Linked DNA regions of Mus musculus: all the other regions are linked to region 3. The links are chromatin contacts, called in public promoter capture Hi-C maps. All regions are on one chromosome and are shown on one strand. Each heading gives the region's core, a stretch centred on a gene start, on an enhancer-like site or on the middle of the called end of the contact. The rest is flanking DNA. Distances are from core to core; before and after follow the strand shown.

What was found. Promoter capture Hi-C pulls out the DNA fragments that hold promoters and counts their contacts. Capture Hi-C pulls out chosen DNA fragments and counts their contacts.
Region 1: a contact with region 3 is called in a promoter capture Hi-C map of adipose tissue, with 2.8 times the contacts expected there. The contact joins the promoter of Lrba here to the promoter of Fbxw7 in region 3. A contact is called at or near these places in 5 of 39 promoter capture datasets (the C10 cell line, hippocampal neurons, liver and 2 more) and 2 of 9 other capture datasets (adipose tissue and liver).
Region 2: a contact with region 3 is called in a promoter capture Hi-C map of hippocampal neurons, with 3 times the contacts expected there. The contact joins the promoter of Sh3d19 here to the promoter of Fbxw7 in region 3. A contact is called at or near these places in 4 of 39 promoter capture datasets (hippocampal neurons, liver and stem cell-derived epiblast-like cells) and 3 of 115 datasets of contacts at active chromatin or transcription factors (astrocytes, differentiating embryonic stem cells and pancreatic cancer cells).
Region 4: a contact with region 3 is called in a promoter capture Hi-C map of embryonic stem cells, with 4 times the contacts expected there. The contact joins the promoter of Glt28d2 here to the promoter of Fbxw7 in region 3. A contact is called at or near these places in 6 of 39 promoter capture datasets (the 3T3-L1 cell line, embryonic stem cells, hippocampal neurons and 2 more), 1 of 484 Hi-C or Micro-C datasets (embryonic stem cells) and 5 of 115 datasets of contacts at active chromatin or transcription factors (astrocytes, cardiomyocytes, large pre-B cells and 2 more).
Region 5: a promoter capture Hi-C map of hippocampal neurons shows a contact between it and region 3, with 4 times the contacts expected there. The contact joins the promoter of Mab21l2 here to the promoter of Fbxw7 in region 3. A contact is called at or near these places in 2 of 39 promoter capture datasets (cranial neural crest and hippocampal neurons).
Region 6: a promoter capture Hi-C map of hippocampal neurons shows a contact between it and region 3, with 4 times the contacts expected there. The contact joins the enhancer-like site here to the promoter of Fbxw7 in region 3. A contact is called at or near these places in 3 of 39 promoter capture datasets (frontonasal cranial neural crest, hippocampal neurons and liver) and 3 of 115 datasets of contacts at active chromatin or transcription factors (astrocytes, embryonic forebrain and embryonic stem cells).
Region 7: a promoter capture Hi-C map of pre-B cells shows a contact between it and region 3. The contact joins the promoter of Plrg1 here to the promoter of Fbxw7 in region 3. A contact is called at or near these places in 2 of 39 promoter capture datasets (the C10 cell line and pre-B cells) and 1 of 484 Hi-C or Micro-C datasets (muscle stem cells).

Annotation. Positions count from the first base shown.
Region 1 is chr3:86,223,171-86,226,840 of GRCm38.p6, forward strand. It overlaps Lrba (LPS-responsive beige-like anchor), which reads left to right and starts at 1,520. Exons shown (of 57, transcript NM_030695.2): 1 at 1,520-1,584; 2 at 1,899-2,334. The coding sequence starts at 2,119.
Region 2 is chr3:85,968,542-85,972,439 of GRCm38.p6, forward strand. Sh3d19 (SH3 domain protein D19) reads left to right here and starts at 2,577. Exons shown (of 22, transcript NM_001082414.3): 1 at 2,577-2,883.
Region 3 is chr3:84,813,281-84,816,860 of GRCm38.p6, forward strand. Fbxw7 (F-box and WD-40 domain protein 7) reads left to right here and starts at 2,297. Exons shown (of 14, transcript NM_001177773.1): 1 at 2,297-2,489. It overlaps Gm35486 (predicted gene, 35486), which reads right to left and starts at 1,153. Exons shown (of 1, transcript NR_165832.1): 1 at 1-1,153.
Region 4 is chr3:85,885,041-85,888,969 of GRCm38.p6, forward strand. It overlaps Glt28d2 (glycosyltransferase 28 domain containing 2), which reads right to left and starts at 2,478. Exons shown (of 2, transcript NM_177130.3): 1 at 2,087-2,478.
Region 5 is chr3:86,546,061-86,549,878 of GRCm38.p6, forward strand. It overlaps Mab21l2 (mab-21-like 2), which reads right to left and starts at 2,223. Exons shown (of 1, transcript NM_011839.4): 1 at 1-2,223. The coding sequence starts at 1,631. The coding sequence ends at 552. The region is part of intron 40 of Lrba (LPS-responsive beige-like anchor); the gene reads left to right. Gm31677 (a long non-coding RNA gene) reads right to left here. Exons shown (of 5, transcript XR_375777.3): 3 at 2,891-2,954.
Region 6 is chr3:85,922,656-85,926,538 of GRCm38.p6, forward strand. No RefSeq gene overlaps it. Among named protein-coding and RNA genes, the nearest start is that of Gm26204, 16 kb to the left of the region's middle. Within about 2 kb of position 1,511, at least 76 of the 459 cell types and tissues checked have an H3K27ac peak or open chromatin away from gene starts, as enhancers often do. A contact at or near this core is called in hippocampal neurons, where this site is marked.
Region 7 is chr3:83,054,093-83,057,749 of GRCm38.p6, forward strand. Plrg1 (pleiotropic regulator 1) reads left to right here and starts at 1,446. Exons shown (of 15, transcript NM_016784.3): 1 at 1,446-1,562; 2 at 2,679-2,785. The coding sequence starts at 1,554.

The sequences.
Region 1 (3,670 bases), core at 270-2,769, 1.4 Mb after region 3:
ATTTTTCAAGGATGTTTCAAATAATACCTTTTCAAGTGAACCATTTCATTTCTCAAACTCATCTACGTTTCTTTGGATTCCTTCAGAGTACTTTGATTACTTCATCCCGTCATTTTTAGGAACCTGGGAGTATTTTAGTACTTTAAAGTCTTATCCCAGAGAATACTAATAGAACAACTACCTCCTCTATGTTCATTTTATTTTATACTAATGCACCAGGATCAATGCTTTGCCATCATCAGAGGCAGTGAAGAGAATGACAACATTAGACTATGACAATTTGTACTGGCTTCAAATCCTCATTTATATATATTTAAAAGCATCTATAATGAGGCAAACTTAACTTCCACACTGGGAAATTGAGAGGAACCCCCTTTCCCATTTCCAGCCCCCCCCCAACCCCCCCGGTGAATCCCGCCTCCACAGCTCCGAGCAGCTGTCTGAGGAATGAATCCTCTACTCCTTAGAATGTGGGAGAGCTTTGCTGGGGCGGCAGCTGCCAGGCAAGGAATCCTCCCAGTCGCTGTCCCTCCCCTCCGAGCAGCGGCAGCTGCCAGGGCATCCCAGTGGAAATCTTTCCCAGTTAGCGCCGCGGGCGGGCAGGCAGCAGCTGAGCTCAGTCAGGGGTGGAGACTGCTCCCCAGAGGCTCCAGCGCCGCCACCTCAACGACTCCTAAGTCCCTCAGGTGTCCTTCTCCAAGTCCAACACGAGGACACCTTGACAACGTGGGGCGGGTACCCTCGGCGCTCAGAGACCTGCTGTTGCACAGCACCCGCCTCCCGTTCGTCGCCAAAGCACAGTCTGGGCGAAGAGTGCGAGGGAAAAGCGCGCCGCTCGCGGCTCTACCTGAGCAGCGCGCTCTCGAGGCGCGCTCCCGCCCGCGTGGCACCTCCAGCGAGCGCGCGTGCTCTGCTCCGCCACTCACCCGCGATTCTCCGGGCCCGCCCGCACGTCCCCTACTAAGCCGCCTCCGCTAGGGCGCCCGCCCGCTCGCTCGCTCGCCCGCCCCACCACCCCGCGCGCTCGCGCTCGCGCACGCGCACGCCGCGCCCGGCGGCCCTCGGCGCTGTCATGGCGGCGAGGAGCAGCTTCAGTAGGCATAGGGGTAGTCCCGCGCGCCGTAGCCCGGCGTTCTGTGGCAGTAGCATCCTCGGCCACCGCGGCGGCACGAGCCGCGGCGTCGCCCCCGCCTGCAGTAGCTGCGTTTGCAAGGGCTGAGCGCAGGGGTGGGGCGGCCTAGGGAAGCACGGAGTTCTAGGCAGCCGCCGGGCTCCCGGGGAGCGGACTAGGGAAACTTGAAGGCTGCGACCAGGTGCCTTGACCTTTCTCTCCCCGGTCCCGTCCCGGTCCCTGTCCCCGTCCCCGCAGGCGCGTCGGGCCTGCCTTCCCGCCCCAGCACACACCTCCCTTCCTCTCCTCAGCCGAGCTCAGGTGCCCGGGCGAGGTGCTCCACTCCTCCCCCTGGGCCGAGCGCTGAGGAGAATCACCGCCCCCTTCCCCCGCCTTTTCCTGCCCTGGATCTCCGCCGCCACCTCCGTCTCGCTGCGCCCCGGCGGGGGTGAGGACGAGGCCGGAGTCTCCGGGTGAGGAGGAACTTTGGACCTCAGTGGTCGCAGGGGCCCCCCGTCCTCTGCCGGCGACAGTCCCCCGCGGTGCACCTGCCCGCGCCCACCACCTGCGCGGGCTGGGGGGGGGGGGGGAGGAGTGAGCCTGCTCGCCGGCCTGGAGGACCCGCCTTCGGCGGAGCGGGCGATGGAGCCCGGGAGGAGCGGCCGGCCGGCTGGCCCTTGGGGTGCCCTTAGTAACTTATTTGACAGACAGTAACTATTTCCCTCTCCTCCCTAAAAAATCCCACGACAGACCTACCCTATTTAACAGATGTTTAATCTTCCAATAGGCTTTGGCGTTGTTGTCAGCCTCCGGGAGAGAGATTGGACAAATAGTCTCCAAGAGGAGGAGGGCGACGACCAAGGACTTTCCTGCTTTTTTGGGTTTCTCCGCAAGTTGGAACAGAGACCCTTTTTGGTTTAGCGTTTGCGTGTGTGTTGGTGCCTCTTCTCCGTGCAGCGACTGCTGGCCCAGGGTGACTCTGACTTGTCCTTTCTCGTGAACTAGTCATGGCTAGTGAAGACAATCGTGCCCCTTCCCGGCCACCAACAGGTGATGACGGGGGAGGTGGAGGGAAAGAAGAAACCCCTACGGAAGGGGGTGCGCTGTCTCTGAAGCCGGGGCTCCCCATCAGGGGCATCAGAATGAAATTCGCCGTGCTGACGGGGTTGGTTGAAGTTGGAGAAGTGTCCAATAGGGATATTGTAGAAACTGTCTTTAACCTGGTAAGTAGATCAATATTTTATAAGCATATACTTTTCTCGGTGAGTTGGGGAGCAAGACGAAGTTGGGGTCATGTGCTTCACTCAATCTAATGGCTTTTTCCACGGATAGACACAAAATTCTACTTGACCTAAATGGAGCAATTACTTGTATTTCAGTTTAAAGAGAATTATGCAAAATTTGATGCTTCAGGTTTTCAATGAACATGAACAGATCACCTTTGTGCTAATTAAGCAAGTGTTGATGTGGAAGTATATTTGTGTGTGTATGTGTGTGCATGTGTGTGTGTAGTCAGGTGTTCAATGGAGAATTTGGATGTAACTTTTTTTTCCTCTTGGAGTGTATGTTTAAGCCTGCGATTTTTCTCTTTAATATTTTGAATAAATGACTTTTTTTTTTTTGGACTTGGGAGCTAATGTAAGTTTTTGCCTAAGTTATGTTTTGCTATAGTTAGTTTTAAATACAGAATTCATGTTCATAGTGCTGATATAGGCTAACTTGTAAATTAGTATTTTTAAAATTCTGGCTACTTTTAGTTTTAGAAATAACTAACCAAGGTTGAATTTTGCAGTGGGTTTAGGGTTATCTTGTGATAATTGAATGTCAATTTGAAAAAGGCCTGAGGCAGCCACAGTGTGAGCTTGATACTTTTGTAAATTTGTGTTTATCATTGAAACAAACTTGGTCATTGGAAGTTGTTGATTATACTATGGTGGGCAATGGCTTATTTTAAGTGGATATGAGATACTTTCTTTTTTTCTTTTTCCATTCCATTTTTAGAAATTAGTTTTAGTGGAGCCTTTAGACTTTAGTTTTCTGTTGCTTATAAACTTAAAAGAGTTGAAACCGAGTTTGGTTTTAAAATAATTTTCTCTCATTCAACCAGTGTTAGAAGATAATACAAGGTGCCAGATATAAATGTGCAGTAGTTGTAATAACTGTTTAGTAGCCATTCTTTTTACCTCTATATTTTTGAGGTTAGACTGTTTTATTCCCGGCAGTTAATTATTTCCTTCATTAGGCTTTTACTGTTAGTCCGGTTATTTGCAATACAGATTATAGAATGACAAAATAGGTATAGGTGATATAGGTATAGGCACTTACTTTTGAAGCGTAAAACTTTAAGCTATATTTTATTTCTTTATTATTGTATTATGATTTTTGATATACTGAAAGATACATACATATATACACATTTTTGAAACTATTATTGAAACATATATATAATATATGCATATTATATATATTAGAATAGTGTAGTGATCTCTGGGTATCCATCATCCAACTTTACTACTTTGGGGATCTTGTGTTTGAACTTTCAACAGTGAGCTTCCAGAT
Region 2 (3,898 bases), core at 1,327-3,826, 1.2 Mb after region 3:
GTAGTACAGGACTTTTATCCCAGGAGACTGAGGCAAGGAGATCTCTGAGTTCAAAGTCATCCCAGGACAAAGCAGGTCCCAAATCCAGGTGTAGTGGTACACACCTTTCATCTGGGCCACACCTTCTGCTGAAGGCCTACATAAGGACAGTAGAAGGAAGATTCACTCTTCTTTGCCTACTTGCATTTATTTGCCAGCACATCTGTTGGAATCTACTAGCCTTGTGGGACTGAGCAACGACTAGATCCTTGGACTTCCCATTCACCACTGCCCATTGTTGTGTTAGTTCAACTACAGACTGTAAGTCATCATAATAAATTCCCTCAATATAGAGAGACATTCCATAAGTTCTGTGACTCTAGAGAACCCAGACTAATACAACGCCCAATCTGAGGGTTGCTTGTGGGTGATCCTGCTGCTCTGATCAAAATGCAGCAATAATCACAACCTTTGAGGAGGGCCTTCCACAACCATCTGCCTCTTTTATTGGAGGACAAAGAATGTATCATGTTCATTTAAAATAGCAAAAACACATATGACAAGCACTACAATAGTCGTCTCTGACAGTAACTGTCTGAGTCCTTGGTTCTTTGGTCTCCTCAAGGGAACCTGTGGGGTGTTTCTTGGCACATAGTATTTAGAAATCATGTTAGCCTAATGCGAGTGTAAGCGTGCAACCAGCCCCAAGGGATGTGGATCTCCCAACTCTGATTGCGTGGGCGATCCAGCACGTTTTTCAGGGAGTCCAAACTAAGGGTGTGGGTAACTGCAGGTTGGCCCCAATAGGCATGCTGCTGTCAGAGAGGGACCTCCAAATTATTCCTCATTCCTGAAGGCCAGCGATAGACACACTTCCACGTAAAGTGATCCCCAACACTTAGGACAACCCTTTGAGGTCAGAATTCTTTCTCCCCGTTTTAATTCTGAGCGATCCAAGAGTTCACTTATTTAACTGCTTATGCGGAAGTGGTGTTTTAACTTGTGGATCTGACCTCAATTTCTTAAAATTGAATTTTGTTCTTATCTGCCTAAAAACAGAAATAGTTTTTCTCAGGCAGCAACAGTTACCACTGAGGAGGTAAAGCAACAGTGGCAACGCCTCTGCCTCAGTGACCTCTCTCTTCCTTTCTTCTTCCAGCACTGCGAACACTGGGGGCTCTCACAAGCTCTCAGAACAAGAGCCAGAGGCTGCAGATAAAGGCCTGTTCATCCCACACAGCCCTTTCCTAAGGGAGCATTCTTGCCTGCTGTTTCAGTATCTTTTTGTGACATTCCAGAATCTGTCCCTCGGTGTGAAATTATGTATGTGCACCTACAGAACTTTAGCTGTGTGTGATAGGTATGTACAATGACTTTTGTTACATTGCTCTTTCCAGCTTTGGAGCAGTGTGCAGGGGGTAGGTCCCGCAGTTAAGTGCCTCAAATTACAGCCTCTGACTTCAGAGCCAGCTCTCCTACCACTTGGCCAAATCACCTCTCTACAAATCATTGGGTATGGAACTCCTTTAACACATTTCTCCCTGAACTTCTAGGGATGGTGGCCTTCTCCTAACCCTCAATTAACTGAATACTGGGAGGCTTTATTCATTTGTTTATGTATTTATTTTTTACAGTGCCAGAGATAAGCTTCACCCAAACTGGGGAACTGTTCTACCCCCCTCCCCCAACCTCAAGTCCTACCTAGTATTTAAAAGAAATTAGACTGTACTGTTTAGACCAGTATTGTGTTCTCGGTAAAGCTGAAATGAAAGTACAAATGCTCTCCCTGACCCCCTTATGCATAGCTTCCCTCCTCACCACCATCCTCCATATCGGGGCACATTTGTTACAACTAATAAACTTAATCCTGCTCCAGGCGCATCTTTATCGCCCACAAAGTTCATAGCGTACATGGGGCTCATCCTTGCTGTTGCACACTCTGTGCCTTTGAACTAATTTATGACATGTATCACAGAGTACTTTGACTACCAAAAAAGGAAAACAGTAATACCAAAAAACCTATTCCCTAATGAGGTACTTTTTAAGGGGTGATATAAGGGGGGGGGGCGGATATGGTAGCATACTACTGTAATTCCACCACTTAAGAGGCAGAATGATCAGGAGTTTCAGGCCAAATTAAGACGTGTGTGTGTGTGTGTGTGTGTGAGAGAGAGAGAGAGACAGAGACAGAGAGACAGAGGAGAGACAGAGACAGAGAGACAGAGATCTCTTAGAGTCTAGACTCAACTCTAGGTGGTGTGCCCCAAGTGAAGTTCAGCCTCTCCCAGTTTGTGCATCTCTCCAAGACTCGCCTAGGAACCGGTTCCTCCCCCTTTTGTTTAAGTGTCAAGCGAATGGGTTTCCTGTTGACTCTGGAATATTGTGAAAGGGCAGGAAGAGGCCAAGCCTCCTTGTCTCTCTCTCTCAACTCCCCAACCCCTTTATTTATTTTGTGCACGTCTGTTTGGGTTGTGGGGGTGTTTCCAGCTTGTGCGGCTGGAGGGCGGCCTCAGCAGCCCGAAACCCCTCCCCGAGGAGGCGAGGCCGGTCGGGAGCCCGCCCGATCCCAGGCTGGACCTCTGTGGGGCGGGGAAGGGAACCGGACGGGAAGCGAGCTGCCGAGGAGCTGCAGGCCGCCGGTGCGTGCCCAGAAGGCGGGGAGCTCGGCCCAGCCCGCGCCCCAGCTCCGCGCTGCAGGTGGAGCCCTCCTTCCCCGCCGAGCGCGCTGGCGAGGGCCATCCGCTGCCCGCAGCTCGCCCGCCGTCCCTGGGCTGCGCGGCGGCGCCTCGCCCATGGCTGAGGGCCGGCGGCGGGAGGACGAGGAGGAAGAGCTGCGAGAGCGCCGCGAGCTTGGGGGCCCGCGCCGCGCCCGGAGCCGCGCGCTCCCGGGCCACTCGGCTGCAGGTGAGACGCGGGGGACGCGGGGACCAGGGGCGCACGGGGGGTTGGGAGCATCTAGGACCGGGTTCTCCGCGCCCACTCATGCCCTGCCCAGCTCGGCAGCTGCTCTCGATGCTGCCTGGAGGGGACTGACACCTTTAACTCCTGATGGCGAGAGGGCGGGACAGTGGCCTTTCTATCCTTAGCCTCCTTTTCTCCTTTTTGAGAGAATTCAGATTGGTCTCTTTTACCTGTTAGTGGCCCTGGAGCCGAAACTCCAAAATTTCCGTGGAAACTAAATCCAAGGCGGCTGGTACTTGTGGCTGGGTGATTACTTATCTGTAGGTGAGTCAGAGGCCATGCCCTACGTCTATCTCTCTCTGGACCACGACCCATCCCTACGGTTTCGCCTGGGCCACCCCAACCTGGTCAGACCACGTGCCCATGCTGAATCAAGTCTTGTTTCAGCAGCCGGTGAACTTCGGACCTCTAGTCCCTTCCTTCCCTCCCCCACAGCGCTGATTTTCTGCTGGAGAGTTAATTTGTTGCAACTGCCCTCCCCGTTGTAAACCGGGAGTGCCCAATGTAGTATTGGAGAAGGGAATTCTTTTGGATGGAGGTCATTTGGGGGCCTATAGTTAGTTACCTTTAAGATCTTGTTTTGGGACACACCAACGAAGCACGAATCAAATAGCTTGGTGCATAAGTATAAAATTAAATGTAGATCCACCCTCCTTCCCTTTACCTGGGGTGGGTTTTCAATGTAACCGTAATGGAGAGGAAATTATTAGGCCAGCTGGTTAACCACAGTTATCTGAAACTGGATGGAAGAATTAACCTAGAAGATGCATAAAGAGGTGAAGGGATTGGGAAGAGTCATGGGAAATCCAGGCACCAGACTGGAGCCTTCTTAGAAAGGGAACATGGAGAGGCTCCTCTGTGTGACCACCAGGAGAAAGTTGGGTCTGTGGAATTGGAGGGCAGAAAATGGGATAAAAGCAAAAAAAAAAAAAAAAAAAAAAAGTCGGTAAGCGTATTC
Region 3 (3,580 bases), core at 1,047-3,546:
CACACCACTAAGGAGGGCAAGTAAGTTCGTAACAGATTTCTGAGCGCTGTAGTTCTTTTATCTCGAAAATTCTTTTATTAGAGAACCACAGCTTACATTTCATGAGTTTTTCCTTAAACATTTCCTAGCCCAGAATCTGTAGGACAAACGGCCCAATAGATTTATTAATAACATACTCCCCACAACACACACACACACACACACACACACACACACACACACACACGAGAGAGAGAGAGAGAGAGAGAGAGAGAGAGAGAGAGAGCGCGCGAGAGCGCTTTGAAGAAAGACCTGAGAGGCGCCAAACTCTTTTGAAGATGGTTAAGGGGCACTCTGTTGACAAAATCTAAAAAGCTCCAAAAAATCCAAACAAGCAAGAATTACTTTTAAAAGGGGGCTCGACTACATTCGCCCCTTGAAAACATAGAAATCCCCTAAATAATATCCTAGATGTTGATTCTCTTTCAGCCCTGTTCCCCAGTCCTGCCAATTCGCCTCCTTTCCCACAAAACTCTGAAGTTGCGACTCTGAAGAAACGGCATCCTTTTTCTTTCGTGGCAGGGGGCGGGTGGGGGTGAGGAGGGAGATGTAGTACAACTTGTTTCTACGCTTCAACTTACAAAACGCGTGCGCTTCCACTATCACCTCTGAGTCCCGCTATTGCTGTGCTAGAGGCATTAATTCATTCATTCACTCATCAAACCTTCGTAGTGCACTACTACACACAATGCGGCGCAAGGTTTCACCCCACGCCAAGGGAAGGGTGGGACGTTCGCTCCCGGGAGCAGGTGCAGCCACTGGCTGTAGGTTAACTTTTCCAGCCGTCTCTCGGTTCCAGGATCTGCTCCGGGCCAAAAGCCTCACCTTCGGGTGTTGCGCGCCCTAGCCCGATCCCGGGCCTCCTCATTCCCAGAGGAGCAGTCCGCACCTGCCCCGGAGGGAACGGCGACAGAGCTCCCTCTCCGCGCCGCCCTAGGGTCAGGGGTAAGATCAGGCGGTAGCTTAGGCTCGCCTGGGCTCCTCCCCTTCCTCTCTTCAGTTCTGACGCGGCCGTAGAGGCGGCGGCGGCAGCGGCGGCGGTAGCAGCAGCAGCAGCAGCAGCAGCAGCAGTCCCGCGGCCCGAGGCGCACCCACCCGCTCGCAGATCGCGACTTCCTCTTCCCTTGGTGCGTCATCAGAACGCGCCGCAGCCTCCCAGGGCGGGGTGGCTGGAGATGGGGAGAAGAGGCCCGGAGAGGAAGGCGCAGAGAGGAAGGGGAAGGGAGGGGGAGGAGAGCGGTTGCTAGGCGACTTACGTCATCGCTGGGCGCCACTCTCCTCCCGCCCCTCTGTGGAGTGAGGCGAGAGCCCCGCACAGAGCGAGAGAGAGACAGAAGCTGAGCTTCGGGCGCTGCCGCCGCCGCCGGGGAGAGCGTGAGAGCGAGTGAGTGAGCGAGCATCCGAGAGACCCGGCATCCGTGCACTGGCCGCCGCCAAGACCTTTGCCGCAGCCCGGGCCATCGGGAGCCGCGGCCGCCGTCGGCTCCCCCCCTTACATTCCCGGCCGGCAGCGGCTGCTGCACACGCCGAAGCCGGAGCCCCAGCCGGAGCCGGAGCCGGAGCCCGAGCCCGAGCCCGAGCCGGAGCCCGCGGCCGGGGGGCAGGGAGGCGGCTGCCGCGGGTCGGGACTCGTAGCTGCTCAGCCGGGAGAGGACGCCCGCGAGGGGCTGGGCTTTCTGCCTCGTCCCGGACTGTGGGACGAAGGACCCCCCGAGGTGTAGGGAGGGGGTCCCGGCCGCCGCGACACATGCGGGAGCCGGGAGCGGGGGCGGCGCCGATCCGAGCCCGCCGGGTCCCCAGCCTTGCCGCTGTCCACACCAGCCGCCCGGGGCCGTAGCATCCCATAGCGGAGTGTATGAACCCCGGCCCCCAGCCCAGGAGCCACCTCCGGGCCGGGGGGGCGGGGACCCCGATGTGAAACGGCCGCGGCGGCGTGGTGAGCGGCCCCGGCGCCGCTGTCCTCTCCTTCCCCTCCCCTCCCCTCCACCCCCTCTGGGGGGGCTTCTCTTTGGGCCTGCCGCCGCACCCCGGCTCCTCGGCGGGACTCCAGGAGTTCTCGGCGCCCCCTCCCCGCCCCAGCCCCCCAGGGCGGTGGGGCCGGGGGGGAACCTGGGGGGCCGGCTGCAGCCTCCGCCCAGAGGAAACTTTACCCAAACAAAATCTTCGAGCTTTCTGATCGTGACTGTCCCGGGACAAGTGGCCCAGGACGGGCTGAAGCCACCACAGTCTGCAGGGACCCAGGAAGAGAAAAAGCGGTGAGCGAGCGGGGCCGCCACCGCCGCCTCTATCCCAGCAGCGCGGAAGAGACCCGGGTAGCTGCTTGGTGGAGCGACGCTAGCACCGCTTCTTCCTCAGTTCCGCGCCTAGCCAGCCTTCCGCAGCTGCCCGCCTCAGCCCGAAGGAGGAAGGGAGCCAGCCACATTGTCAGCGCCACCGCTCGACTCTGAAGCGTGAGTGGACCCGGGGGAGGGGGACATTATAAGGTGACAAGTGGGAGCGGGTGGGTGCTTTGATGCTGGAGTTCGGCTGTTCCTCGGGAGGGTTGGCAGTGGAAACCTTTCCTTTCTACCAATAGGAGAAAGTGTCAGTTTGCAGGAGTAATGCAAGTACTCGGAGTTTTTTCTTAGAGCAGCTGTGTCTCCAGAGTGGACACTTGCACCTTTTTGGACACTAAACTGAGAAAGCCTATGGCCAGCTCTGTCCCATGCCTTTTCCTGGCAACCTTATTCTGGCAGTGGTTTTTGTTTCAGGGAAACTCCCATGGATTCCCACGTGGGAATCACTTGAATCAACCCTTAATTTTTTTTTTTCCTTTCCTAACTATTGTTTTTGAAGTTGCCTTGGATGGGAAGACCAGATTTCATTTTAGTGCATAGGGGAGTTTGGTGCCCCCAACGCTTTATTTCCCAGGTCTACAGAGTCCGATGTGTAGGGTGCTTGCATGTTTCAGTTGGCTCAGGAAAATCCGAGTTCCTAAGATGCACAACCCACTGAAACTTATTTCAGGGAGAGCACTTAATAAATTACCATTTCGTAAAAGTTGCTGCAGCGCTCTCTCTCTCTCTCTCTCTCTCTCTCTCTCTCTCTCTGTGTTGAGGGAGAGAGGGAGTAATATGTTTTAAGTGGTAGCACATTTTTACTAGGTTTCTACTAGGGACTGGAAGGGCATGCATGCAGCTGTTTTTATTTGGCTCTACTTGTCGACCTTGAGACTTTATACTCTTTTAGGAAAACATTTAGCACTCTGAGTGTTAAATTAGAGGTATAGAAAAGTAATGCTCACATATGTAGGTTAAGCTGACCATCCTAAGGCTTAACGTACTGTAGGATTTCATGTAGCAAGGAACATAGGTAGTAGTTTAAGACTGGAATTCTGGTCTATCCAGACAGCTAAATGTGGGCAGAATAAAGATGCTCTGTAGAAATGACTAGAAACTTGGGAGTATCAATTTATCTACCCATCCATCCATCTTAATTTCTCCATTGAGGGTCATGATTAAATTTGTTTGAAAGTTTTTCACATTTCATGTTTGGGACCTGT
Region 4 (3,929 bases), core at 1,228-3,727, 1.1 Mb after region 3:
TGTCAATCGTGACACTGTAGAAAGGTTTGTCTCTGTTAGTGTTTTATCCAAGAGATCCATAAACAAGTTCCTTGGAGTTCTGCTCACTCTTCCAACACCATTCCTCTACTAACCATGGCTTGGAATTCAGTGAGAATAAAGATGAAGTAGCTGTAAACTGAGCGTCAAAGCCAGAGCCCGAGGGTCTGCCCTTTGGACAGGCCTGTGGACAAGCGCACAGAGAATGAAGCTCAAGTTTCTACGAAGAGATCAGAGATGGTCAGTTTGTAATATTTCCACACAGGAGGGATATTCTTCATCAAATTCTCCTCTAAAAGCAACAGAAGATGTCACCGGGGAATAGAGTGCTTCCCTAGCAAGCATGAGGCACTGACCTTAAAACCTTGTAGAAAAAAAAAAAAGTAACATAAGCTAACAATTTTACTCCCCAGCTTCTCTGTTCACCCCCACCTTGCTGCATACATTTGTGCATTTGTTTCTTGGTTTATAGCTATTGACTCTTAGAGTCCTGCTAGGGGAAGAACTTCACAGAAAGAGCTCTGAACCAAACCTAGGAGGTACAGAACTATCCAGCAGTTAGAAACAAGAAAAAGCTAGCTGGGCAGGTGAGCCTAAATGACTACACCACTCTCAACCATTCTAGATCCACCTCAGCAATGCCAGCCTCTCTTGCCTTTCCTCCCATGTAATTTAATCTTATTCCTAAGACTATAAGACAAACGGCATACGAGACCTCAAACTTAACTTGTATCAAAGCAAAGATGGATAAAATTCTTATCAGTGTCATGAGAAAGAATTTGCTGGTATTCAAAGAAATCAGTCTTTATCTGAGAAATAAAGCCAACCTGTCTACCATATTGGACTGAATCTCTCACCCAGTTTCTTTCCCAAGACCACTGACATTATCCAAATGAGGACATTGGCTGGGGTCCATTAGGTCCAGGCAGCTTCACACCAGGTGCATCTTCACACCAGGTGCACAAGAGAGGTCAGGCAGGTACATTAAGGACAGGAAATCTTCCCCTTGCTAATCAACAGGATAAAGGTGATTAAGCAGGAATTATTTTTCAATGACCTATATAATTTCATCAGAGCTGCTATGGCTATTAGCTGAAAGCAGCTGACTTCCTAATGAGATGAACTTGATAGCAGGGCCCTCCCAGAGCAGCCCACAGAGTAGTAGGCCCCATCTAAAGAAAGCAACAATTGGTCTGCCATCTCCCCCGCCCACCCCACCCCCTTCCTCCTCCTGAGAACAGCCTGTCTTCATTTGGAGCTCTTTTCTCTTAAAGGAGGGGATGTGGTACCCCCTGCGCCTGGATGGCTAGGGCTGCAATACCTGTAGAATAGTTGACAGCTGATCTGTCAAGTACAGGAGGCTAAAGCCAACCTGGGCTAATTCTCAGCACCCACTCACAGGAGTCCCAAAACTCCAAGCAAACACAGTAGCTGTCACCCCCAACACCTCACCCACCCGAGCTTGAAATAAAACAATAGCTAGCTAACCTCGCAGGAGTGGGGTTAACAAGGGAGCTTTGTTGAAACCAGGGAAAACAAGCACACACACACGCGCACATACATACATATACACACACTGATAACCATAACTCAAACTCAGTTTCATCAGAGAATTTATGAAATTGAGCAACAGTAACCCAACAATAAATTCCTCACAGCAGGAAAGTGCTGCAAGCCCAGTGGCACCGCCTCTGACTCTGGTGTATGCCAGGAAAGGTTTGGAGAGGAAGACAGACCTAGATCTCATCGTCTCTGCCAATTATTCCTGGGGGACCCAGGCGCTGCGACCCAAGGGACTGAGAAAAGAGGTGGAGAGCCTGATGACATCTTCCTCCGTCAAAACAAGCTGGCCTTCTTCTTCCAGGGTCAGTCCTGAGTAACGTCGCCTGCAGGAGCCCCCAGCGTCCCGGGTAGTCACTGGACTTCCCCAGCCGTCCTACCAGTCCTCTCTCCAAAACCTGCTCCTGCCACCCAGCAGGATGCAGGAAGGAGGTTCTCGGGACAGTCTCTTCCTCCTCCAACACCCTAAAATAAAATAAAAGCAAGCCTTCAAGCACAGATTTCTTACCTGCGTGCGGCCGCGGATCCTCCTGCTACGCAGTGTCCCCTAGACAGTCAGAAAGTTTGTGCGACGGTCCCGGGTGCGGGAGAACAACCGAGCCTCCAGCGCACAGGGCACAACAGAGGACTGAGCCGGCTCCTCTGGGCCTAACACCCAACTCCAGGCGCCCGGGCAGCTGCCCTCGGGCGTCTGGGCGCGGTGACCTCCAGCCCTGGCTTCAACTCAGTCTGAGGACCCGGGGACAAATCACCCAGCTAGAGAAGGTCGGGGCACAACTTTTCTCCAGCACGTCAGCGGGTGACGGAGCTTCGCAGGTCTCGGGCTGGTCCCCGCCCCACAGCCCGCACCCTCCGAGGCAGGGAGGTGGCAGGGGCGGGGCCCAACCTGCCGAGCGACTCAGGGGCCCCGCCCCCAGGGCCTCCACCGCCTCCGACCCCGCCCCCAGTAAGCCCCGCCCTGTCGCCCAGACCCGCCTCCGCCAGGTGCTCGGGAGACTCGAATTGCGCGACTACAGCGCGCACCGGTTTCCTAGGTGAAGGGGGCGGGGCCTCTGCGAGAAAGTTTCCACCGAAACTTGAACTGGAGCGTTGTGGAGGACGCCTCGCCCTTGGGGGCTCGCCTCTCTGGCGAACTTCATCCCTCCTCCCGCGTCACGCCTGACAGGCAGGCACGCCCGGCTGGTTTCTAGGGTTTTCTGAGGAAAGGAAGCTGCACACCGCGACGCGCGGACGTCTTAGATTTCCCACTTCCAGAAGGTTTGAGTGCGGAGCCGTACGCATCGCCCCACGCGGATTCCCTTCGCCTGGTCTCGTCTTCCTGAGATATTTGAACTTTAACATGACAGGACAGTCCCAGTAGATCTGAGGCAAAAGATGAACGTGATCTCCTTTTACTGGACTGGAAAACTCGCCTGAATGAACAGGAGGCCATTTGGTTCCAGCAAGGAAGCAAAGAGTTGCAGTTTTGCAGTTTAGTTTCTTAGGGGTAATTTTAGTCGTTCGGACCTTATTTGTGAGCTTGAGGGTATTGCATAGGTGTGTGTCGTTCATTCACTGGCAACTGTCCCCACTGCCACCCTACCTCCAGCCAAAAAGAAAGGGCTGTTAAATGAATAGTCCTTAGCAAGGATGAAAGTTCGCAACTCGGAGCTCAGGAGAATGGAGAACAGCAGGGAGGTGGTGGCCCTTTGGCACTGTGTGGTACATTATCCTCTTCCAGGGCCCAACCCTCGACCTGGGGCGACCTTTGCCTAAGGACTGAGAACAGCATGCCACGCCAGCTCTCCCCTTCAGTCTCCACGCCCTATGTGCTTGGACGGTCTGTCCAGGCTCTGCTTCCTGTACTTTAAATCCCATAGGAGGAATTTGAATCTTGGTTAGCGGCTCTCTTGCTATTTGCATTGCCCTGTGGTTAGTGTGGCTGAAACTTGAATTGAGTCCTCCTCCCAGCGGATGGGGCTACACCACAGTCTGAGAAAACGGATGTGGAGGTTTTCCACCACAGCATCCTACTGGCGCCTCACCAAATCCTGCTTCTGAGGAAGAGTCTTCCTTTGTTCTGCATGAATGACCTCCGGAGATAACCAAAATCGGGCAGATCTAGTTTTCTAATTTTCCTTGCACCCATAGCAACTGGATGGTACAAACTTCATGCTTTCTCCTACTATCTGTACATCACCACCACCACCACCACCACCACCATGCCCGAATCACCAACTTTCGCTTTTGCCGCCTGAAGATAAAAAAAAAATGGTTCCTGAATATAAATCGGGGGTAGGGGGGACGGAATAAGAGAGCAGGGTTTTGCGAACAGCAGGTCACAGGTCTGCTCTGCCTTTGGAATATGGGCA
Region 5 (3,818 bases), core at 973-3,472, 1.7 Mb after region 3:
AGTAATATTTTTATTACTGGTTTACTGGTTTCAACAAGACATTTTAGGGCGGGGGTTAGGGGTGCAAAAGGAGGAGGCAGGGGCACATTGACATTGGCACTGAGACACATTTCACATCAGTAAAACTTTGTAAAAGAAATTTCACATATAGTTAAATAATTATTTTCACTTGGTGACAATCACGCAAGCAACCCAAAACAAGGAGGGGCGGGCGTAAAGAAGGAAAAGAAGGGAAGCTACTATACATTGATTTGAAAAATGTACCTTGGGTTTCATTTTGTGTTCGCAAAGCCGGATTGCTTCTTTTGTGCGATCTTTAAATTCACATTGTTTGGAAGGAAACGATCATTTTTGTGCAAGAATGTTATTTTTGGGGTGGGGGGGTTGGTTGGTTTGCCCTCTTTTGTTTGCTTCTTAATTAGGATGTCTTCTGCCTACTCCCGTTCTTTCAGGTGATTTACATAAAAGTTTGTGTTTCGAGTTTTTGCTGTTGTTGTGTGTTCTGGGAGAGCATGCCCATTTATGTTGCTTTCCACGCAGTCGGCAGCACTCTATAGTTTGTCCAAGCTTTTGGGATTGGTGAGGATTTCCCTGGCCAATCTCCAGGTCTGCTTGGCAGCGCTCTCCAGGGCCGAGTGGGGCTTACCCTGGAAGAGGTCGAGGTTGGGCAAAAAGTAGTGAGGGCAGCGGCGGCACTGCAGGCAGGAGATGAGCTGTAGCAGGATGCCGTTCAGACGGTCGCCCAAGCAAGCCTCGTCCCAGTCCGTTTCCCTCGGGTGTTTCTCGCACTCGTACAGCAGCAGCGTCTTCATGTGGTAGTTATTGAGCGGCTGGCCAGGCAGCTCCAGGTGGCGGTCCCGCAGCGTCTTCAGCACCGAGAGGCACTTGTTTCTACAGCCGCCCATCAGCAAGCGGTTCTCCGCCTCACCGAACTGCAGCACCCAGGCGTCGCTTTCTGCGGAGCTCTGCTTGCCAGTCAGCGAGTAGCACTCCTTGGAGAGCAAGTTGAACCCTTCGGCCTTGACCTCCGCCACCCGATTGGGGCCGGGCCAGGGGATGTGGGGCATAGGCCACTGTGCCGCGCTGCGAGGCCAGATCCCGGTGCACTTGAACGCTGGGGTGATTTGCACCACGTAGCGCTCCCTGATGCGCAACTTGACCTCACTAGTGTCGGCGATCATCTTGACCACGTCCCGGTAGCTGCACTTGTCCACCGCCTGGGCTACTAGTGTCTGGAAACGCGAGCGGATCTTGCGCGCAGAAAGGTAGCCAGACGCTGTGATGAACTCGACCCAAAGAGACATGCTCCGCTTCCGCCCATCGCTTAGTTTGAGCACGGCACAGCCGGGCAGAGATCCGTCGTCCACGAAGTTGAAGACTCCCATCTGGTTGAGGTAGAGTACCACCTCGAACTCGGTGGGCGAGATTACCTCCAGCCCCTCGTAGCGGGCGTCAATCTCACTCAGAGAGCTGATGAAGCGGGGCTCTTGCACCTCCACTTCCTTTAGCACATCCGACACTACCTTGCAGACTTCTCGGATGGTCTTGGCGATCGCAGCCTTGCGCGCCTGGCAGCGCTCGGTGTAGTATTTATTGAGCTGGTAAACCAGCTTGGCCTGAGCGGCGATCATGTTGGGGCACAGGTCCGGGCTGTACACCGGCGTCTCGCAATACGTTGAGGGATCCAAGGCTCACGCACTGGTGGTGGCCCTGCGGCTGTGGAAAGGCGGTGCGTTCCCCCTGAAGCCCCAATTTCACTCTTGCTTTCCACCTGGGCTGACCGGCTGATGATATAGCCGGCTGGCCTTTTCTTTTCCCTCTTTGGAATTTTCTTTTCTTTCTTCCGCAGAAAATTAGAAATAATATTATTTAGGGGGGAAAGTACCTGCAAAAATAAAGACGAGCCTCTCCTTGTGCGGGAGAGATGGATGAAATCGTGAGAGAGAAAAAACTAGGTTACCAAGAGGCTAGGCTTAGATGTCCGCAGCAGCCACGATTGCCCAGATATCTGGAAATGAAGTCTTATAAGTGCCAAAGTAAATTTAAAAATAAGACAAAAACATTCAGTGGTTCATTCTGAAACTTCTCCCTCGATGGTTGGACGCCTTCGCTCAGCGTAGGTGATGCCTTCCTTACCCTCCCCCAAAAGGAAAGTGAAGGATGTAATTAATGCCCGGAGAGCAGCGAAGTACAGCTCAGGCCGCAGCGCACTCTGAGGTTTGCAGACGCCCCGCGCGGTCTCAGCGTGCTAGTCTCCTCTCTTCTCAGGGGGTTGTGTCGTAGCAGTTTTCCTGGCTTCCTACTGGAGGCGTTGTTTGGATTGGGTTGGTTTGTTTGTGGTGGGTTCTTCCTGCCTTTCTCTAGGTGCAAACTGCTGCAAGTTGTTTGATATTCTTTTCTGCCTCGTTATTTATACTTTTGGCCCTAGCAAAATCTATTTTAGTGTGACTAAATCGTTGCTTACGTTGTATCTGGTGTGCAGGTCTAAGGAGTCCGGGTTTTTCCTCTCCTCTGGGTTGCGTTTGCAGTCTCTACCTCATCCCCCTGTCCTCTGATACCTGCCCCCCACACTTCTCTCTCTCTCTCTCTCTCTCTCTCTCTCTCTCTCTCTCTCTCTCTCTCTCTCTCTCTCTCTCTCTCTCCTTAGTTTATGAATGGTTCTGGGCCACCGTGAAGGGGTGGAGCTTCAGTTCCTACAATCCCTATGCAAGCTGTCAGTGCTTTAGCCAATCCGAGAGAAAGAGAGAGAGAGGACAAGCTTGGGACCTCAGCAGCCACCACACTGCACTTGATAAAGGGGGCGTGGGGGGTGAGAAAATGGGACTAGACAGAAGCCAAATGCTCTCACTCGTTTCATAGTCCCATTTTCTTTTTTATCCTCTTTTCTTACCGTTGCAGTGAGGAGGAGAGTCTTCATAGAAGGGATTCTTCTCTGGGTATGGCTGGATCAATTCCTGCAAAGTAGTAGTGCTTTCAGTGAGCTTCACTTTTGGTTTTAAGTCTCTGAACATTCTGCAGAAGGTGCAGACTCTAACAAACTGTCTTTGGCTTGAAGGCAAATGAGAGCAGGAAGGGGAGCTTAAGAAAGGACTTAAATTTTGTAGTCCCCCCCCCCTTCTCTTTCCCTCCCATCCCATTGTTGCCAAGAGCTGGAGAATTGCTGTGTATGTGTAAAGGAGGGGATAGGATGACAGTCTATAACCATAAATCTCTTGTTAGTAATTTCCATATGCTGTTAAAAATACAGAACAGGACAAAAACTACTCCAGATATGTTTTTGATCCTTATTTCATAATTTAGATTTAGCTATCTTTGTGTCATTATTTTACTCTTATAGGAATTTACCAATAACTAGAGAGAAAATATGTGAGTTTTGAGAAACTGTAAGTTTATATATTAGCATACATTACTTGGTTATACTTGCTGATTGAAATAAGCTACCAAAATAGTTTAGACTTAAATTAAAATGAAGGAAAAAAATGAGCCTGAATTCAGGTTTTCTTAATTTTTTAAATACTGTGACGTTAATTGTGAACATATTCTTGGGCAGTACTGGTTTAGAATAATTTTATTTTCATAATTGATTCTTGCTTTTAAAGGAGTTGACTGGGATAAAAATCTATAACTTTACTGTTATTGATTACCCAGATGGCCTTCCTCCTCCCCTGCATCCCACTAAAACTCAGTCGCTCTTGTTCCTTAGAATATGTGTTATCCTTAACAAGCTGTGTGATTGCTGCCTCGTAGGACTTTTGGAAAAACAAGGGCTGCAGCAAGGTGATTCACTTGCTACTGGGAGTTTATCTCAGAATTTAAGA
Region 6 (3,883 bases), core at 261-2,760, 1.1 Mb after region 3:
AAAAATGTGACCTGAATCTCTTCCTGCCTATGGCTTAATTTCCTGTTTCCAGGAAATACATCTGGTGTATTCAAGGGCACCTCGAGAAATAGTCAGGCAAATTTAGAGAGCAGGGCACTGCAAGATGGCTCACTTGATAGCTTCATAAAGTCAATGCTAAGAAAATAAGTGCAAAGACTAAACTAAAGGAAAATATAAGTGACAATTCAATAGCCAATATTTGCATATATACTTCTATTTGTAAGTATTTTAAATAAACTGTGTGTGCTTACTACAGGGAAATTTTAAATCCATAAGAAAGTCAATAATCACATATAATTACGACTAATTAGTGATTTGTTGAAATGCTCTTTCCAAGGCCTTTTGAGTCGGCTTCTCCATCCCTGGCTAACATTAAGGGCGAGCCAGCCTATCAGTCAGCAAACGTGGGCCAATACAGCAAGCATCTCCAGCCTCAGCTAGCTAGGATCTGTCCTCTTCTTCACGTGCAAGACTGGATATCCATCTGTTCCGTTATTTTCCTCAATAATTTTCTCCTAACTATAAAAGTGCTTTTGTTTCTTATTTTATAAAATTATAAAACATAAGAGGAAAATTAGACTTCAACAATAAGTCTACCAATTAGAGATTTTATTATGTGTATGTGCCTCTTAAACACTTTAAGAACACTAGAATCTCAAATCGTTTGGGTATCTGGACTTTGCTTTTGTTATTGTCGTTGTTTGACTGCGGGGGTGGGTATTTGTGGGCACACATATGCCTATTTTTCGGGCATTCATGAAATGGAGGTTTACATGGGAGTGACTTACCTTAACTACCTGACACCTTAGCTTCTGAGCCAGGGTCTTGCTGAACCTAGAGCGAGCTGACCAGCAGACCCCAGGGATCCTCCCGTCTGCCTCTGCAGCTCTAGGGTTACAGCGCCCTGCTTTCCAAATTCAGGTCCTCGTGCTTAGCGGCAAGCACTTTACTAGCTAAGCCACCTCCTCAATTCCCAGGCACACACACACACTTCTTTTTTTCTTTTTTAGATAAAGTCCCATTGTGAGACACAAGCTAGTCTCTAACTTGTAATCCCCCTGCCCTACTTAGCCCCCTGAGTACAGGGGGTTACAAATTTGTCACCATAACGGGCTATTTATTTATTTACAAAATTTATTCTCGTTTATCATTTTCCCTGCCTTTAAAATAATGTCTGGAACACAGTTACATAGCTGCACTGTTTTCTTTTGTATGAACATTTAGCAAGTCATTTTACCAGCCCTTCATCATTAGATATTTCTATTACTTCGAAATTTTTCCCAAGGCAAGACCACTGCGCACTGGAGTAAGGGAACGTGCAATAAGCCTGTAGTAACTGTCGTTTAATAAACCACAGAGCTTAGAACTGAGGGGCGACATGGATGGCAGGGATAAAGAATGTCTTCCCCCTGGTTCCAGGAGGTCGGTTTTTACTGCCCTAGCGAGGATTCCCTGGAACCCGCCTCTCCAGGGTTCCTACTGTCTGCTGAGCTGCACTGCATCCCTGTGGCCATGGGTGGTACTGCAGCACGGAGGCCTCAGCAAAGCTGCTTAGATTCCTTTCCTGACCGATTTTTTAAATCCAATTTAAAACTGTGACCATTTTCCTTCAACTCTCAAATTGGAAATTTACAAGCCCAAACTGATAGTCTGTGTGATATTTCCCTTGTAATAAACACTACTTTAGTGCCTTGAGCATTTAACTAAAACAAACAAAAACCTACCCAGCTGTAGCGCCCGCCCTCTCCCCCACACCGTCCTTTAGTCATATTGAAGGAAGCCCTCAAACAAGTGGAGATTATTCTTCTCTGTGGGACTTTCCACATGCTAGCAAGAACTCCTAAGGCTCGGCATTCTTTGGATTCCAGTGGGTTTGGTTGTCTTCCACATGCTACATGGACTGTAAACAGTCCTGCCCCACAATCCGATCTCCTCCCCTACAGGGCTGGAAAGGTTCCTCACGTTACCCATCCTTTCTCATATCTTGGAGACAGTAAGTCCCAAAGTGACACAGTAGAAATCTAGTGTGCAGAAACCCGGAACAAGGTGGTGTATGATACAATACATTCTCTTCATGCAGTTCCGTTATACTTAGCTCTGTCAGTGTTCCTGAGGCAACTACTAAATGGCCACAGACACTGACATCAAGAAGAAAGAGCAAGGGAGGAGAAGGAAGGTCCGAGAGATAGGCTCTCAACTGTGCACAAAGTACTGCTCCTTTCAAACTCTTCCAGTAGGGTCAAAGTTTGGAGTGTGGATGGTTTTGTTTGCTTGCTTCCTTTTTCAGTACTGCATATGGACCCATGGCCTCAGGAAAGCTAAGAAAGCGGTCTACAACTGATGCTGTACCGCCAGCCCATTGATGAGCTTAAGATGGTGAGCTCAGACACCCACATTCCCAAAAGAGTTTTTGGCTACCCACGTGACTCTAATATACCACCGGCATTGCAAACCTTTGCCTCAGAATATCTACAGTACTGAAGAGAACTCCTGAGGCTCAAGTCATAAAGACATAGTTCTAAGAGTAAGAATTTCTGAGGCAGGGGGAGCACGCCTTGAAGGCAGGACTGGTTGTAGAGATCTGCTAGGCTTGATGTCTACCAACCATTCTTTCTTCTAAAAGCAACTGATGTTCCCATGGAAACTGCTGGCTCCCTACCCAAGTCTGTCACTTGAGGTATGTGAGCTTCCTACCCTGGCTCAGGACAACCCTGGCCACTCCTGTCCTGCACCGTGCATCCAAGATATGACTTTACTTTCATGGAGCTAAACTTGCCCTTGGACTCAGTCATAGCTGAACCTTAAGGCTAACCATCTACCCTCAGCCCTTTCCACTCCTGAGCCAGCCTATCCTCCCTTTTATTGTTTTTTCTAAGTGATTTTTATTCGAGCTTTGTCATTTACAACATAAAAATTTCTGACAAATGTATATGCTTTCTAGCTATGTCCACACACAGGAAGGCATTGATATATCCTGATGTTTGTTTTTGTTCCATGATAAAAATTTCCTTCATCGTTCTAGGCAGAGCTCAAGCTAATGAATCACAAATCCCATATATTTGGAATGCTTCAGCCTTGTTCAATGTATCTATTTTTAGCATGGATCTTATAAACTGTCCACATACATAAAATGGAGATACAATATTTCACAGAGTTTTTGAAGGCAACAGGAAAAACTAACATGAAATCATTTCATGCTAGTTAAGTGTTGGCTTTTCCAAAGGGTATTCCTCATCATTGTCGTCATCATTGTCATGTCATCGTCACCATCCATCATCACCATCATCATCATCTCTCATTTTCTGTCACCAAGTTCCTGGAAAGTTACCTATCGTTAGTTTCAATGGTTACACAAAGACAATGTAATCAAGCAAGAAAGTGGTGAAAACATTATACTCTGGCTTCTTCCAGGATATAATCTTCCCAAGAGTGCTCCAAAGATGAGTCTGAATAATGTCTCCCAAGTTTCTTTGAGAACAAAGAGGCTGTGCGTGACCTTACAGCATGGCTATCTCTGCCGGCAGGTCGCTGCATCTTTGATGTTCATTTCCATAGATGCTTTATTTCAAAGCTTATTAATATCTTATACTTTTCATTTAATTTTAAAACAAAAATCCCACAGGCTGCTTGGGACAGGGGCTGCTTGGGACAGGGTGGCTTTCGACAGTGAGCAGCTTTATCGTGGCTTCCTTCTCTCCAGCCTCTCCGTGAACCACCCTGACAACCCACTGCTGGAAATCCCTTCCTCGCCCGTCCCAGTGGCGATGCAGTCCTACTTCTTGGCTTCTTGGCCTTTCAGCTACTGGGAACCCCCTTCTTCCAGCTCCTGACTCTGGAGTCCCCTCCCTCCAAAACTCTAGTT
Region 7 (3,657 bases), core at 196-2,695, 1.8 Mb before region 3:
GCCAACACCTCTGAACTGGGACTCCTAACCAGCCAAAGATCCTGGATCCCTTCAAATACAAGAAAATAGGAGGGAGGCCATAGCAAACAGAAAAACCCAGGTTCCTATATGAACAGGAGATCTGTGTATGATATGTGTGATTTATGGGTCTCATGACTAGATAATAGGATCACCCAAGCTATTCATTTAAGAAGGAAATTTTCACACGGGTGGCTTAATTCAAGAGCTGTAAGAAGAGTAAAACCTAGTGTGGTTTACCTCAGTAGACTGCCCTTATGAGCCTTGCATAAGCTGTGTTCAGGATGACTAAGGTATCTCACAAGTTTAATGAGAGTTGTCTAGTAGTTATATTAACATAGATACATTAAGGTCTTTCTTACATTTCCTTAGTGTTTTGTGATTTAAAATGTTCTTTTCTATGGCTATTACTATTTCCTTGCAACGTGCACAAACATTAGCCACTTTTACAGAAAATAAGATCCTTTGGCTAAACTCACATTCACATTTAGAAATGACTACTTGCGGGCTACAAAGATGGCGCTGACGTTAAGGCTCAAAACTAAAAAGACTAGAAATGTCCATTTTCAGGTTAAAAACACGACCTTCATGTTTTTAATGAATTAAAATATAAATCGAGCGAGAGCATTGCTGTATCGGCGCTACGTTTCATCCTTCTCAAAGTATTCGCAGTATTCTGAGGACGGTATCCGTGAACTTAACCACAGTTCAGGAAGACGCACAATCTGTGAAAACGCCTTAAGATCGCAAATAGCAACTACATCAATACAGAAAACATTTGAAAACGATCGATCATATAAGCCACAGATTTATTTTTAACCTGGGTAAATCACAAAACCTCAACACTTTAGCGTCAAGCCAAATAAAATAAAACCAACTTAAGTTCTCAACCTTTTTTTTTTTTTTTTTTTAATTGCTTGTTTAAGCTGGACAGTGGTGGCGGCGCACGCCTTTAATCTCTGCACTTGGGAGGCAGAAGCAGGAGGATTTCTGAGTTCGAGGCCAGCCTGGTCTACAGAGTGAGTTCCAGGACAGCCAGGGCTACATAGAGAAACCCTGTCTCGAAAAAAAGAAAAGAAACGAAAAAGTTGCTTGCTTAAAACCTCCAAGTAAGGAGCACCAAGCTTCTGGAAGCAGGTACCGCCCCTAAACGTTAAGGCTGGCGCGCTCCCTTAGCTCCGGCTGAAATCTCCGCCCTCAGGCAGGAGACTCCGCCCAGCTCCGCCGAGACCCGCCCTTCTGCCTGGAGACATCGTTCGTCCCCGCCCAAACCCCGCCCCAGTCCCGCCCAGCGGCTGCCGAAGTCCCGCTCTCCTCCAAGAGGCTCCGCGCAACTCCGCCTAGCTTCCGCCCTCCACCGCTAGACTCCGCCCCTCGACCCCTGCGCGGCGGGTTGCCAATACGCATGTGCGGTTAGCGTCACGTCCGGCGACGGGCCCCAATCTCCGGAAAGAGCTGCCGAATAGTGGCGGCGTTTTCTGCGGCGATTATTTGAGTTCCTTCGCTGCTGGAGGGGTAGACTAAACGGCGGCGACATGGTGGAGGTAAAGTGATGCTTGGGTACTTGGGAGTCGTTTGTCCCTGGAGCTTTGCTTTGCCCACGGAAGTGTAGGATGAAAGTGGTGGGAATCTGGGGAAAGGAACTGTAGTCAAAGCTGGTGGTCTCGGCACGTCGGGGTGGGAGGAAGGCCGATGACATCCCAAGTCCGAGCTTCAGTCGGCGGGAAGCCTGAGGGAATCCTGCAGTCCGTGTGTTGTCGTAGGTACCTGGCCGTCTCCTGGGAGGCGGGGCTTCTGATGTTCCCACCGTGGCTGGGATGCTAGTCCGTGCTGTCTTGTCAGTTCCACTGTTATTTCATCTCTACCGCAGTAGAGGCGTGCGGTTCTTGATTTTGTTTGTTTGTTTGTTCTTGCGTATCCCAAACGTTTCTTACTCCCACCCACTGCGTTCCAGGTCCACTGCAGTCCTCCGAGTCTAGCCTAACATCTTTTGCCCGGACTCATTCAATAACTTCCAGCTGGTCTAAGTGCTTAGGATTAACGAACACATTGCAGGAGTGTAGTTCAGTGCTGCTTTCTGTTCCAGTGTTATAGAGTAAAAATGTTGGTGGTGGCAGAGGTCTAAACCTCACCGACCCTGGAAACCCACACTTCCGCAGCATTCACAACTGCTGCGGTTCTGAGTTATCTGGACACCTTTGCAGTGGGATTTCCCACACTTTCACTGCTTGTACCTCTATTCCGTGTAAGGCTGTCTCCCTCTCTGCTTATCACCTGAGAGAAACCTTTCTTGATTATATCTACCAATTCTCCCCCCACCAACTCATCCCATTGCCTATTTTCATAGAACCCTCCAAAAATGTGGAATTATTTTGCTTATTTTTGTCTGTTGCCTCTTGAGTACACTGCATGCCGCATACAGTACTAGCTCGGTAAATATCTACTGAACACATTGTAGGCATTACTCAGTTACTTTTCTAAGAGCTCTGGCCAGACAGGAGCTTTCTCATCTTCGTTGTTGATTGCTGTAGTTTGTTACAGTTATTGAGGAGTGTATATCCTTCTCCATATTTAGCGTGGAAATTGCATAATGACTCTCATGTCGATTAGGGTGTATGGGTCTCTTGTTAGATGTGTGATTTTTGGCTGTCTCTTTACAGGAGGTACAGAAGCATTCTGTACACACACTGGTGTTCAGGTCATTGAAGAGGACCCATGACATGTTTGTGGCTGATAATGGAAAACCCGTGCCTTTGGATGAAGAGAGGTAAGCTTTATTCCTTTTCAGTTGCTAAAGTATTTAATATTAACAGAAGGGTGCAGAGAGAGGGGAGGAGGGGACTTTGAAAGGTCTTAAAAGTGCATACTCACAGGACGCTTGGGCAATAGCAAGTGGCTTTCTAGTGTAATATAAGTAATGGTAACTCATTTTTCTATTGTCTTGTCTTCTGCAGTAAAAACATCATTACCTAACTATAGTTTACAGGCACCCAGTGTGATGATTTGAAAGAGAATGGCCTCCATAGGCTCATGCGTTTAAATGCTTGCTTGGTCTCTAGTTGGTGGAGCTGTTTTGGAAGTATTAGGAGGTGTGGCCTTGTTAGAGGAGGTGTGGCCTTGGGGAGAAGCTGTGAGATTTCAAAAGCCTACACTATTCCCAGTTAGCTCCCTTATTGCTTGTCTACTCCCTCCCTCTTGTCCAGCCCCCCACCCCCACCCCACACATCATGCTTGCCAATCAGATGTAAGCTCTCGGCTGCTGCTCCAGCACTGTGCTTGCCTGCCTGCTCTCATGCTCCCTACTCTTATGGCCAAGGACTCTATCCTCTTGAGCCATGACCCCCTAGTTAAATACTTTATTTTCTAAATTGCCTCCAGAATGGTGTTTGCCATAGCAATAGAAAAGTAACCAGTACCCAGTAATTAGGGGCATCCCTGCTATGTCATCTTGTTTGTAGTGAATCAGTTTGTGTGTGATTTTAGCTTCTGCTCTCAGACTCTTTGTTTTGTTTTGTTTTGTTTTGTTTTTCGAGACAGGGTTTCTCTGTGCATCCTTGGCTGTCCTGGAACTCACTCTGTAGACCAGGCTGGCCTCGAACTCAGAAATCCGCCTGCCTCTGCCTCCCAAGTGCTGGGATT